Regions from separate parts of the Mus musculus genome. Here region 1 is linked to region 2. A link is a contact called in public Hi-C data. All regions are on one chromosome and are shown on one strand. The core of a region is the stretch at or near the end of the contact, and the rest is flanking DNA. Distances in the headings are between cores, read along the strand shown.

The links. Hi-C and Micro-C count contacts between places; a contact is called where the count stands out from the background.
Region 1: a contact with region 2 is called in a Hi-C map of granulocyte-monocyte progenitors, with 1.9 times the contacts expected there. The contact joins the enhancer-like site here to the promoter of F2rl3 in region 2. A contact is called at or near these places in 7 of 484 Hi-C or Micro-C datasets (DN3 thymocytes, the HPC-7 cell line, LSK cells and 4 more) and 2 of 9 other capture datasets (adipose tissue and pancreatic islet).

Annotation. Positions count from the first base shown.
Region 1 is chr8:72,811,928-72,819,015 of GRCm38.p6, reverse strand. Large1 (LARGE xylosyl- and glucuronyltransferase 1) reads left to right here. Exons shown (of 15, transcript NM_010687.2): 14 at 745-940; 15 at 2,995-4,418. The coding sequence ends at 3,192. Among named protein-coding and RNA genes, the nearest start is that of Gm39198, 29 kb to the right of the region's middle. Within about 2 kb of position 3,210, at least 44 of the 459 cell types and tissues checked have an H3K27ac peak or open chromatin away from gene starts, as enhancers often do. A contact at or near this core is called in the HPC-7 cell line, LSK cells, adipose tissue and 2 more, where this site is marked.
Region 2 is chr8:72,758,739-72,766,060 of GRCm38.p6, reverse strand. F2rl3 (coagulation factor II (thrombin) receptor-like 3) reads right to left here and starts at 4,402. Exons shown (of 2, transcript NM_007975.4): 1 at 4,047-4,402; 2 at 2,163-3,802. The coding sequence starts at 4,158. The coding sequence ends at 2,724. Gm39198 (a long non-coding RNA gene) reads left to right here. Exons shown (of 3, transcript XR_878934.2): 3 at 1-2,108.

The DNA of each region.
Region 1 (7,088 bases), core at 1,961-4,460, 54 kb before region 2:
TAATCTCAATTTTCATTAACTTCAGAGGCACCTGCTTAGTAACTTTTATGTCTATAAAAAAATCCACCCTTGCCTCATAATATAATATAATCAGAGGGGTCTCCTACTCCTAAATTCTGCCCCATCATTGAGGGTTGATCAGGACTACCAGTGGGCCCTGATAGGAATGACCAGAGATAGATTTCTTGGAAATGATGGCAAGTGCTCAAAAGTTCATTGATCTTTCTATGGAGTCTTTTCATTAATGACAGATAACTGGGGACTGCATTAGTTTCCTGAGGCTGCTGTAACAAAATACTACAAAATAGGTGGCTTAACACACAGTTGCTTATTATTTAACAATTTTGCAAGTCAGAAATCCCAATTAAAGGTCCTAGTAGATCCATGGTTTTCTAAAGGCTCCAGGAAAGATGCCTTACTTGTTCCTGTCTGCCTTTGTTCTTGGTGATTGCCAGCAATCCTTGATATTGCTTGTTTCTTGATAGGTCCCTCATTCTAGCACTGTCTGAATCTGCACATGCTTTACTCATAAGTAACTTGAGTATAGTTATAAAGCTCCTGTTCCCTGCCAGGTCTCATTTACAAGCACTGAAAGTTTGAACTTGAATGAGGGTTTTGCAGGGACACAGTATATCTCACCAGGAAGACCATATCAACATGTACTTCTTCTTCCTCTTCATCACCAGGTTTGGGAAAATTCAGCTTGCATCCCTTCACTCAATGGCTTTTTTCTACATGTCCCAGGTATCACGTATGGACTAAAGGCCATGCACCCACAAACTTTGCCAAGTGGCGGACTGCCACCACACCTTACCAGGTTGAGTGGGAGGCTGATTTTGAGCCATATGTTGTTGTGAGACGAGACTGCCCTGAGTATGATCGGAGATTTGTGGGCTTTGGCTGGAACAAAGTGGCTCACATCATGGAATTGGATGCACAGGTGAGAACAAAACACTGGCCTGGTACTATGTGGGGGAGGAGAGATAGGCAGATATTAGAGCTGAAAAACTACCTTGGAGACAAGATTCCAAAGAACCTTCAGAGGAACAAGATGTGTTGAGGAACTAACACATGTGAATCTGTTTTCTGGGCTTTCAACCTCAAACATTTCCTCTTCCCTTGCATAGGAACTAGGTTTCTGGCCAGGGTTAAGCAAATGAGAGCTTCCTACCCCCACCATCTGGTGAAGAAAATAAGCACAGGATTACTGCTTATGACTGGACACCAACGTGTATGATTGCCTCACTGTAAGTGGCACAAAACATGCCACTAAAATGTTGCTAATTATTCTGCCCTTCAATTAAAACAACAGAGATTTTTAGACTATGTTCCATTTGAAAGCCTTTGTTCATTTACACAATACGTAGCAAACATCTGCTTCAGAAGACGTCTACAGAATTTTAATAGGTTAAGCTAGGTACTATACAGTTTTGAAAAGGACTAGATGGTAATTACATGGAGCTTTGTGAGACCTGAAAGTCGCTCTGCTCAGCTCTGCCACTGTTGTTCGTCCATAGGTGCTCTCTAAATAATGTTCATGGCTAGGCTTCACTACTGCTTCATTTATACAGCTGAAGCAAACCAGACAGGCTGTAGTTTGTCAACTCCATTTGCTATTCATGAGACACATGTTCCCTTGAAGCTGAGCCATCCCAGGTGACTGAGAATCTACCGACTTTGTGGAACAGTATCCATGTTGAGCAAAACAAAACATGATATCCATCTATTGGTACCCATGTCCTGACTGATAAACCTGCTTAGAGACCATGAATCCTAGCCTACCATTGCTGCTACCAGCAAGAACAGTGGTATTTCTGGGCCCAACAGTGTTGTGTGGTGACCATTCAAAAAAAGTTTATTTTTTTTCCCTGTCACAAAGGCCTAGCCTCTGTTTTAGACACATTCACAGAATTTTTGCAAGTGGACCATATACTTTCCTGTATTTGCCTATAGCACTCATCAGACATCTTCATTCCAGTGACTTAAGATAGTGAGGCACTCACAGAGCCACAGCTATAGAGCCTGGTGGATGAGTAGCCCACTCTGTTTCTGTGTAAAATGCCCAGACAGGTGGGCCCTAGAGTCTTGCATGTTCTTCTGATTTTTTTTTTAATGTTACCACTAGCTGCTGTCTTCTGCCTGATGCATCTGCCTCTCCTGTCCTTAGTTTGCCTTGCTGAGTTTATTCTTGTCTGCTCTGGGCTGAGAAAGTAGATGACATGAATCCAAATTGGAGTAAGGATATATATAGATAGATTGTGCATGTGCTGGGTTCTATCTTTGTTACATGTCCTAAACTTGTGTCCACTGTTCACTTATAAGAAGTCAAGGAAAATTTTATTATTCTTAACCTTTAATATAGCTAAACATTTAGTTTTTTATTTGGGTATTTTATTTACATAATTATTTATATGTCTATTTTTAAGAAAGGATCTTATACTAAGGCTTAGACTGATGAAACTTGCTATGTTTGACCTGGAATTCATGGCAGTCTTCTCATGCTGGCTTTCTAAGTGCTGCGTTATAGACATGAGTCACCACATTGAGCTTTAACATTTGCTTTTTTTTCCTTGCCTTTTGTTTTTCTTTTGTCCCCTCTTTTTATACTTTTTGTGAAGACTGTCACATAAACAGATGAAAGTTCACTGTCCAAGAGAAGATTGCATAGTAACGTTATTAGAGTTTGACTATGTGCTATATGGAGAGCCGCTGGAGTGGACATGTGTTCTGTTTTTCTTTTTCCCATAAAGTATGAGTTTTACCCTCATAATCATACTTCAGGATAGATTTTATCACTCTCACTTTGTATATGAGAAAACCAAACTTCAGATGACTCTGATATTTTATATAAGTTCATGGACAGGACCCTGAAGCGAGTTATTCTGGAGCTATTGTGGCCTTTCCTGGTGTTATTCTCCATTCCCTTGATTCAGAATCATACATGACCCAAAGCTCTTACAAGATCTCTCATTACTCTTGTCTTCCTCCTTCTAGGAGTATGAGTTCACCGTGTTGCCCAATGCCTACATGATCCACATGCCCCATGCCCCTAGTTTCGACATCACTAAGTTCCGTTCCAACAAGCAATACCGCATCTGTCTCAAAACCCTGAAGGAAGAGTTTCAACAAGACATGTCCCGACGATATGGCTTTGCTGCCTTGAAATATCTCACAGCTGAGAACAACAGCTAGCACTACTAGGGAGAGCCACCACTAGGGAGAGACGTGCCACAAGGGAAGAACCACTTCCTGCTGGGGCCCAGCCTTTGAAGACAAAAGCCAACACTGCTTTTCTTTGGTTTGTTTCCCTTTGTCTCTTTGGCCCCACAAAGCTGCTCTCTTCTGAAGTCTTGGACAGAGACCCAGCCCACCATGGGTGCTTCCAGGATGGGACATAGAAGAGTGGAAGCAAATGAAGAGTTTAACATCATCACAAAGCCACAGACCAAGTCAGGGCTTCTGGATATTCCCATTGCTTTTTAACAGTTATGGGTCAAACCTTAGCTGTTGAGAAAGTAAGAGCAATAAAGCTTCCTACGATGGAAATGTATCCTGCCACCTAGCTGGGTACCCATATGGACAGCAACCCAAGGACCCAAACAAACATCTGGAGACTCTCATATGGACATTACACATGAGGGACCTGAAGGAGGGATGAATTGGTTGTTTATTCTCAAAGTCACTCTTGTTTTGTTTTGAGTTGTTTGAATTTGGGGGATTTTGTTCATTTTGATCTAGAAATCTAAGTTTTTTAAAAAATCTAATCCTTAAAGCTCTGAAAGAAAAATCAACTCCCTCGATCAACACCCCTCAGCAGCAGTGGCCCTGCAAGTCAAGCACCCGTGGAGGATGTTCCTGGGTGAACAGCTTCCTTCATGATGAACACTGAGACCACCTGATTCCAAGTTTCCACTCTCTAGATCCAGTACTATGACAGGGACTACAGAAATATGAGTCCAAACACTATATGCAACTCACATTTTCTATGGACCATCACCAAGCCACAAGGAAAGGGCTTCATGGAACTACTTCAGCACTCACAGAAGGTATGATTCCCTTCTTGGGCCTATAGAAGAACTTGAACAGTTCACAGAAGTCCAATTTGAACACTTGTATGACTACATTGAAGCCACTGGAAGAAATGGGTCAGGTATCTCTGTGTTCTTCCCTGCCTCACTGTTGAAAGTGAGGGAGCTGATGAACTTAGTTTCCCCTCAGGACCTGTCCAAGTGTTGGCACGAACCTCTTCATTGTGCATATGGAAGACACTGGACCCATTTTCTTTACTCTTCACTATTAATGTTGTGTTTACATTGATGAGAACAAGAGCTAATGGCATACCCTGTACTGGGCTGTTTGTATTGAGTTGACATGTGACCAGCGAAAGCTGCATTCAATAAATGAAGTACAGACTGTTTCTTCCTCTTCTCCCTCCCACCCTTGTAAGAAGCCACATGACACACTTGGTCTAGAAGGCAAAGTCAAATCTGTGCACAGCACCTCACACTTTCTGTTCTTATATCTCATCTTTCTCTTGTCTAAAATGTCACCTTTGTTTCCCTCCCAATTCAAGGAAAATTCAGATTTTCCATGGTGCATCTGTCTCACCACTGTAGCCAGATGTTTTACATTTTAAGTATGCAAACTATGATAAACAGTATCATTCAATTGAATAGCCTGTCTTTAAGGGATATCTTGTCCTGTAGAGTCCCATGATAGTCCAATCAATGAGACCACTACATGTGGTATGTTCAAGGGTGTTCCCCTAAATTAATACAAAATGAAGAAAATTGTAATTAGAATTAATTGTCACAGTGGTACAGACAAGTTTGTGTCTTTATTCATTACTTCTTTTGTTACTAGGACAACATCTGACAAAGGTGTTTATTTTGGTTCAGAGTTTGAGAATCTAGCCCATCTTGGAAGGAAAGGCATGGTAGCAGGAACTTGAAGCAACTGATCACATTGCACCTGTAGTCAGGAAGCAGAAAGAGATGAGGATCAGCACTCAGACTGATTTCTCCTTTTTTGTTCAATCAGGGACCCCATCCAATGGGATGATTCTGCGAGGGACTTTTCACTTGAGTTAGCCTAATGTAGATAATCTCTCAGATATGTTTAGAGGTTGATTATCCTAGTTAACTAGATGATTCTAGATAACTAGGTGATTATCCTAGTTAATTTTAGATCCTATCAAGTGGACAATATTAACTATCACATTGTATGTACATATATATCATATTATATATATAATATATAAAGAAAATATCTGCATGTATAGCATATATGCAGGATTTATCATTATCAAGGTAATACATGAACATAATCCATGAGTACCATTACGAAAAAAAATAACAAAAAGGTGTTCAAAATCATATTAAGTTGAGTTTCTTCAGTAATGGGTGCTGCAGCCACCTCTCAAAGGTTCACAAAATTTACTGTCCTTCTCTCTCCAGTCGCCATGTTCAGTGACTTTCCCTAAATGCCATGATTGGCTATTTAATATTTCCCTTTAGCACTGACTGCTCTTTTCCTCCTTCACACTCATGTATGTGTACACATACCCAGAGGCACACATAGATTCTGCTGCTTTCCCCGAGATTAGCTGTTGCTAGCAGCTGGATCTGAAGTAATCACTCCCAGCTATTTGAGTCAAGCTGAGCATTAGCTGGTTACACTGGCTCCTCAGTATTAAGCATCAAATTTTAATTCCCTAAAGCTTTTTTTAAACATTTATCCTGGCACATGAATCAGGCACAGATACCTTGTTTTCATTTGCATATTTATAGGACTATCCAATGACCATATAATTGGCTAGTCAAACAGGGTCAGTCTTGAGAATGAAATAAGATGCTAATTACTTTGCTATAATACCCATAAACTGGAAGATGATGAAACTGCATATACATAGAGTCGATTAAAACCAGAAGCTGACACTCCATACCAGCATGAGAAGCATTTTATTTTCTCAGATATGGCTATCTGACACTGTCACTTAGTCACATTTAAAACAAAAGTTAACTGATGCTCAAATTCAAACAATAAGTTGTCAGCTGGAGGAGGTTGATGTGTGTGGATCCAACAGAATGAATCCTCAGCAGGTACTTCAAGAGTCACCACTTGGTGCCAGTACAGGCCCACATGTGAGGAACAGGGCCATTTGAGACAAGGATGGTGATTCTTAAGAGCAAACTTTGGGACGGATTGTGCTAACATCATGCCAATACTATCTTGACTCGCACTTGAGAGGAAGAGCGGGTTCCCTCATTAGCTCCATCATGCTCAATGTCCAGAAGAACTGCTTTTTAAATAATGATCCACTTGGTGCACATTGAGTAGCTGGAGCAAAGCCAAGAAGTGGGTATTGCTGACTATCAGTGAAGAGATGGAGATGTTCAGATTAAATAACTTCCTACCAATCCCCTGAGTTCAGATATCACAGAGCCAGATTTTAAACTCAATTCTACTTATTTAACCCAGAACTACGTAACCTGCAATATTGTTATTGCTTCCCCCCAATAAGGAGCAGCTGAGTAAATAAGAATTGGGAGAGGAAAGGGTTTGAACCCACAGGGAAAATTATTAACCTTCCTCCTTCAATATATGTCCAGTAACAACCTAAGCAACAGATTACTTGTCCATTCTCCAAAGTTAGCTATGCCCATGGATTTCCTGAAGCTCAGGTCAGTCTGTAACCATATGCAAATGAGGGGAGGTCAATCTTAGGGGACAGAAATGGTCTCTTCAAATGATAAACTTTCATGTAAAAGAGTGGAGTTTTAAATTCCTCCTTTAGCCCCAGTCCCATCAAGCTGTTTCAAAGTGATATCTGTAAACATGTTGATCTCACTTATAGAGTGCATATTGGCCAAGAGTCTTAGAGCTCTCTCATGAAATACCAGATACCATGTTAATACTGTTTCTCTCAAAGTAAAGGCTGTGTTTGTTATTACTTGGCCTTTGGGAGGCTTGATGTTGGTAGAGAAAGATGATAAAAAAAAAATACCCTTGCAGATAGAGTCTCTGCACACTACTAATAAAGATGGTAAGAGCTATGTTATCGAGCCCAAACTTCAGTGGTAGTTGGC
Region 2 (7,322 bases), core at 3,153-5,652:
AGACCAGGGGCAAAGGGCAGAAAAGTCAAAGTCAGAAGACAGCAGTCAGGACACAGGGCAAGGAGGAGCGGGGGGATATGGGGAGGTGTGAGGCCTGTGCAGTGTTGGGACAGCTCATAAGAGTTATACAGGGTGTTGGGGTGTTGCTCAGTTTCTGGGCAGATCTGTGTTGTGGGTGGGCCTGGTGCTGTTCCTGTGAACCAATCACTAATGAATAAAGGAGCCAATCACTGGGCGAGTAGGCGGGACTTCTGAGTTGTACAAAGGAGGAGAGGTAGCAAGAGAGAGTTAGGTCCTTCTGGAACAGGACAGCAGGGGGTTAAGATGTAGCTGCTAGAGTTTCCCTGTATCTTGGCGGATCCACAAGGATTTGCCACCAAAGGAATCAGATTTTAATAAGGCTTACAGGATTAGGTTTTAGTTGTTGAGCCCAGAGATTGGGTTACCATTGTTTCTGAACTAAGTTTGTGTTTTCTTTCATGTGACAGCAATTCTGGGCTTAAGAGAAAGGTACAGTCAGTAAAGTGTGGGTTTGCTAGATGTGTACCACAAAGGCCATGGGGAATTTAAAGCATGGGGTTGGCATGGTAACGACCCACCAGTGGAAACCTAGGGAACTAGGTGGAGATGTTTTGGAGCTCCAGGCCAGAGAGTCTCCATGAGATAAAACAGGTTGGCCATTGCTCACCAGTGCTTGGCCAGCCAGGCTGCCAAGGCAAAGACACAGCGGAGGAATGTGCCCATTCGTCTTTTTTAATATTTCCAGAAACAGATCTTTGAAGGTCTTTCCACAGTTCTCAAGTTTCGATCTGCAGTAGGACCCAGTGGTCCCAAGAGTCCCTTAAGGCACATATTCAAGACTTCCAAACTTCAGAGCAAGTTCTGACCCTTGAACTACAGATTGGTGTCAGTCTTGGGGTTTGAGAGTTGCCATGTGCAGTTAGCTGCCCTCCCCAGAGATTGTCCCCAAGCTTGCACTCTGTGCTGGGCCAAGAATAAGCTGGCGCATGGTCTGCTCAGAAGAACTGCTCATACTGCACCACAACACAATGCTATGGGCTGGACCACTTGCAGACCCCTCACCCAAGTCCATCATCACTCCTAGCATCTGGAAGATGTTGTCCTTCTAGCAGATCTGAGGGCACTCTTCATAGATGCCACACACTTGAAAGGCCAAGACCCAAGTCTGCTATATCCTGGGAAGCCAGTCATGGAACTCAGCCGTGTTATCCTGGAAGAGGTCCTATGCCTGCTGCTGTAGAAACCACTAGGTCACTAGTAAGTACAAGCTGATCTCCACATACCCTGCAGTTTTCAGCCTTCTGCAAATAATGCAATATAGGGCTAGTTTTCTCTCATGCAGGACCTGGCTACAGACAACACAGTGGCTCAGTGACCCGCCCCCTGAGGTACCAGTAGTCCTCCTGCAGCTCACCTTTAGGGTTGGGTGAAGACAAGATACTAATCTTGGACATAAGGGACTGTCATGCGTGCCACAGCACATGTGTGAAGGCCACAGGTCAAGTTGCTAGAGTGGGTTCTCTTCTACCATGTGAATCCAGGCAATCAAACTCAGGTCCATAGCCATTACTCCCCTAAGCCATCTTGCCAGACCCTGAGAGATTTTTTAAGTGTTGGGACCCCAAGAGCAGAGCTAAGAAGCCAGGTGGGCCTGGGAATCCTCATTCTCCCCTTGCAGCATCTTAGGACAAATAGTAGAGTGGTGTGAAGGACCCATGTGCCTTTAAAAAGTAAGCTTAGAAAGAAAGTAAGGTGGCTCAGTCGGTAGTACCTGCTGTGCGTGCATGAGGACCAGAACCCATGTAAAAGCCAGGTGTGGCATACATGGGAAGAAGATGCAGGGAACTTGCTGGCAGACCAGCCTAGCCACAGACAATGAGTTTCAATCTGCTGAGAAATCTAATCTCGTGGGGTGGAGGCCCATTGAGATAGCTCAGCAGTTAAGAGCATCTGCTGTTCTTGTTGAGAACTGGGGTTCCATCTCCAGCATCCAAATGACACCTCATAACTAGCTATAACTCCAGTTCCAGGAGATCTGACCCTCTTATGACCTTTGTGGGCACCAGGCACACATGCAGGCAGAATACACACACACACACACACACACACACACACACACACACACACACACACACAATATATATATATATATATAGCATTTTTTTAAAAATTTAATGGTAGAGAAGGAATTGAGGTAGACACCCATCATCCTTTGGCCTCTCTGTGTACCCGCAGGCACATACAATATATGTGTGCAGACACATCTACACTGTGCAGACACATGCTAAGCACAAAGGTTTGAAGTTCTAAGAGGCACCTTGACAAAATCAGGGTGTCTAGGGCTGGATCCCCTGAAGCTCTAAGGGAAACTCCATTCTGGTTTCTCAGCATCCTCTAGCTAGTGACCTCATAACTCCTTTCTGCCTCTGGACTCTCACATAGCCCAGCCTAGCTCCAAATTCACTACAGTCAAAGATAATCCTGAACTCCTGATCCTCTTCTCCACCTCCCTAGTGCTGGAGTGACAGACGTATAGTACCCAGACCTTTTACAAAAGCATTTCCAGTGGACCTCAGCTCCACTAATGAAGGTCGCACCAACTGCATATCCAAATAAGGTCATGTCCTGAGGGTTCAAGAGGGATGTAGTTTAAGGGGAGACCCAGTCAAGCCAGAATGCCCCCTTCCCACCTCAGCTACCAGTCACAGAAGTGTAGAGGAGCAAATGGCAGTCCCTCGGCTTCCAGCCTCCCTGGAGGCCTGAGAGGAGCTGCTGGCCTCCGGCTGGCGACACAACATAGCGCGTACCTTCTCCCTGAACTCATGGGACACATAGTAGTAGATGAAAGGGTCTACGCAGCTGTTGAGGGTGCTGAGTGCCAGGCTGGGCACATAGGCTCCATAGAGATTGCCCCAGGCCTCAGGGCTCGGGTTTGAATAGTGCAGCACCAGCAGCACATTGCTAGGTGTGAAAGAGGCCACTGCCGAGAACAGTACCAGGGCTGTCAGTCTGAGTGCATGGCTGTAGCGCTGGCCATTGGCCGCCAGTGCACGAAGGGTGGCTCCATAGCACAGGCCCATGGCCAGCAGTGGCACGAAGCAGCCCAGGACAGCCAGGCAGATGAAGGCCGGTCTCCAGTGGGAGGTCTGCTCAGTCAGGGGCAGCGCATCATGACACAGCATGCGATCGGAGCCAGCTAATCGGAAGGTCTGCCGATGCAGAGTGAGAGGCAAGGCCAGGGTGGCTGCAGAGAGCCAGGCCACCAAACAGAGTCCAGTAGTGAGGCGTTGACCACGCAGTGCACGGGCCCGCAAAGGATGCACCAGGGCCAGGTATCTGTCCAAGCTGACTGCAGCCAGCAGCAACACTGAACCATACATGTGGCCATAGAGGGCAGCTGTGGCCACCCGGCAGGCAGCCTCACCAAATGGCCAGCGCTGGCCACGCAAGTGGTAAGCCAGTCGTGGTGGCAGCACCAGGGCCAACAGCAGATCAGCCACTGCCAGGTTCATGAGCAGAATGGTGGATGGCAGGCGTGGCACCCTTGTGGCCAGCACCCACAGCGCCAGCCCATTGGCAGGCAGCCCCACAGCCACCACAAGCCCATAGAGGGCAGGTACCAGCCTCGTGGGGACCCACCCCAGCAGCAGTGCTTGAGAGCTGGCCGGGAGCTCCAGCGTGTCACTGTCGTTGGCACAGAATTTGCCCGGGTAGCCTCGTGGATTAGGCTTGTCTGAGGACTTCGGCTCCTTGAGTTCTACTGTGGGACCCAGAGGGCCTTCTGTGGGAGAGAGGGGACATCAGTCAACCACTGCTCTGCCCTGCCTTTAGGGATACAAGATGAAGGAGAATAGCCTTGAGAGTCTTAGGCATTGTGGGTGCCTCAGTGTCCCCACTCCAGCACTCAGTTAATGGAAGGATACAACCCAGTCCCAAAGGCATGGAGTTTAGGGACCTAAGACTGTAAGCCTGCTCAGCAATAGCTCCATTTCTGATCCACCCCTTTAAGGGACACAGTCACTCACCATGGCTTCCCCTGGTACTCTCTACATCATCGTAGATGCTGGGGGTCTGGATGCCCTCTGCCAGGCTGATGCTGAGCCCCAGCACCAAAGGATACAGCAGCGGCCAGCACATGCTGCCAGGATCAGAAGCTTTCTGGGCTGCAGCCTGGGACTTCCTGCCCTGTCAACTCCACCCTCGGCTTCCGGAGTCCTTGTGGGGAGCAACTGCACCTTCGGGGAGACAGCAGAGCTCCCACCCCCATAGACCCATTGGGATCTGCTTGCTCACCCTGGAGCCCATCGAAGGTCCCTGTGTGCACTCAGGAGGTCTGGGTGTCCTGCCTAGGTCTCTCTCTCCAAAATGTCTCATAAAGAACTGGGCCAAGGATGGGAGAAAAGAGTCCTAGGCTTCAGCCTTACTCCCCACCCCCTACCAAATCTCCACAACATCCCCCACCTCACCCAGCCCAGGAAACATCTGTGGATCAAGTGGCCACTTCCTGCTGGCTAGTAACACAGCTCCTGTTTAGATAACAATCCAGCCTTCCTCCAAGTCATCACCATGTGGGATTCTTAGCCCTTCCAGAAGCCACCCACTATTTCCTATCTGTGGCTGGCAAGACAATAACTCATCCCAGTGCATCCTGGCTCTGTTAAAGCAGACCAACAAGCGACACACAATGCCAGCAGGTAAAGAAGGTGCTTGCCACCAAGCCTGATGGCCTGCATTCGATATGCAGGGCCCACATGGTGGAGGGAGAGGGTGAACTCCCACTCTCTGGCTCTGTCCTCTGGCTTCCATATGTACATCTTGGCATCTGAATACACACACAAGCACACATACACATAAATTAGGGTAGGCATGGTGGCACAGCCTTTAATCCCAGCACTCTAGGAAGCCAAGGTAGGCAGATCTCTGTGAGTTCAAGGATAGCCTGGTCTATGTAATAAGTTCCAGGACAGCCAGGACTACATAGTGAGACCCTGTCTCCAGACGGACGGACAGACAGATGTAAGTGAAAGCTAAAGCCATATCAACAATTGTTGTTGTCCAGAGTACCCTAAGTCCTCTTGGGGGATGTGCTAGCTGGTTTTGTGTATCAACTTGACATACACTAGAGTCATCAGAGAAGAAGCCTCAATTGAGGAAATGTATCCATGAGAGTCAGCTGTAAGACATTTTCTCAACTAGTGATCAATGGGGGAGGGCCCAGCCCTATTGCGGGTGGTACCATCCCTGGGCTGGTGGTCCTGGCTTCTATAAGAAAGCAGGCTGAGCAAGCCATGGGGAACAAGCCAGTAAGGAGCACCCACCCCTCCCTGGCCTCTGCATCAGCTCCTGCCTCCAGGTTCCTGCCCTGTAGGAGTTCCGGTCCTGATTACCTTCAAAAATGAACAGTGATATAAAACTGTAAGCCAAATAAACTTGTTCCTTCTCAACCTGCGTTTTTGGCCACAGCGTTTTGTTGCAGCAACTGAAACCCTAAGATGGGGTCACCCTGCCATCTGGATGCCTCTCTTGTTCCAGCTCCTTGCCAGGAGTAAAGTGAGATTCAGGAATGAGGCCCCTGTGTGAGCGTGGGGTCTATGCCCTTCCATATGCCTGCTGTAAGGCATTCAGTGTAAGTGTTTGAGTGTGGGGACCCTTGGAGGCACCAGTCACTGGCCCTCAAAGCTCCAGGTGTGACCTGTGCAGTAGGTGGCCTGACCTCAGCAGAGGGCCCTGAGCTGCCTTGGTGTCCTAGACACTTTGGGGAGTTGTTACAGGCACTGCTCAATTGGGGACTCTGTGTTCAGATGAGGTGGTGGGCAAGTCTGTTATCTCAGCATTTGGAGGCTGAGGCAGGAGAATTGCAATTTTGAGTGCAGCCTGGGCTATGTGATGACAAACAGTCCACAATAACTGGTTGGAAGAGGGTTGGTATGGAGATGTTACTGTGAAAGCATAAGGACCTGAGTTCAAATCCCCAGCACCCATGTAAGCAAGCTGAGCATGGCAGAACACATCTGTAAACCGCAGCTGGAGAGAGAGGGGTCCTGAAGGTTCACTGGTCAGTACACATAGCCCATCAGTGAGCTCCAGATTCAGAGAGACACCCTGTCCCGAAAATAAAGTTGAGTGCTAGGGGAAGACACAGCACTTAGACCTCTGCCCTCTGCATGCACATACACAAAGCTTTCCGCAAAGGGGTGGGGAAGGGGGAGAAGAGACTGAGGTTCAGAGAGGCAGGTACACACATATCTGAGGGAGTGGAGCTCAGTGCCACTCTGCATGCTGAAAACCCAGGTTCATGCCTAGCAATGTAAAACACAAGTCTGCTTTCAAGGACCCCTGTGCCCTTGGAGGAAAAGGCTAGTCTCTGAGGGTGTGCTGGATTCTGGGGGCCAAAGTGTAGAAACATGAAACCCATTTAGGATGGAGGAGCAAAGGCCAGCACAGCCATTTCCAGCCTCATCAGCCCTAAGCAAGCAGGATGTGAATGAGCAGAGCAGTCCTATAGCTTAGGCCCTGGAGTGGAAACAGGCTTGAAATGCCAGGGGTATGGAGGATCCAGCCTTCTCAGGGACAACCAGGGAATGGAGGTTTGCTAAGTGTATGTGACCCAAAAGCTTCTGTGTCTGGAGCTGAGGCTAGTCACACACACACACACAGAGGGGGGGGTGGGGTCTGGACCAGGATGTTTGTGTCCAGGGTGGGGTGGAGGGAGAAGCAGGTGAGGAGGGGTGTCCATCAGGATCAGCATTGAGACATGTAAGGGCAAGGCTTGCTGAGGACAGAAAGGTCTCCGGTTCCAGCCCTAAATAAGGAAGGGCATTCACCACATCCACCATGTGTAAGAAACTTGAGGAGACCTTAGTGTTAAGTGAACTAAGGCTATCTATGGAATTTTCTTCAGACACACCAGAAGAGGGCATCAGATTCCATTATAGATGGTTGTGAGCCACCATGTGGGTGCTGAGAACTGAACTCAGGACCTCTGGAAGTGCAGTCAGTGTTCTTAACTGCTGAGCCATCTCTGCAGCCCCAGCTTTGAACTTTTAAGTTACTGTTAATGCTGGGTTTTGTGTGACCCAGTCTCAGTCTCCTCCACCACACACATAACTCATGATTTTCTTAGTTGCTGTGGAGATCAATAGAGAGTGTTTAAACTGGAGTTAGATGGGTGTGAGCCTCCAATAGATGCTGGGAATTGAACCTGGGTCCTCTGCAAGAGCAGCCAGTGCTCTTAACCACTGAGCCATCTCACTAGCTCCTCATTATGAATGGTTTCTGTTGTTGATGGTGGTTTCTTTTTT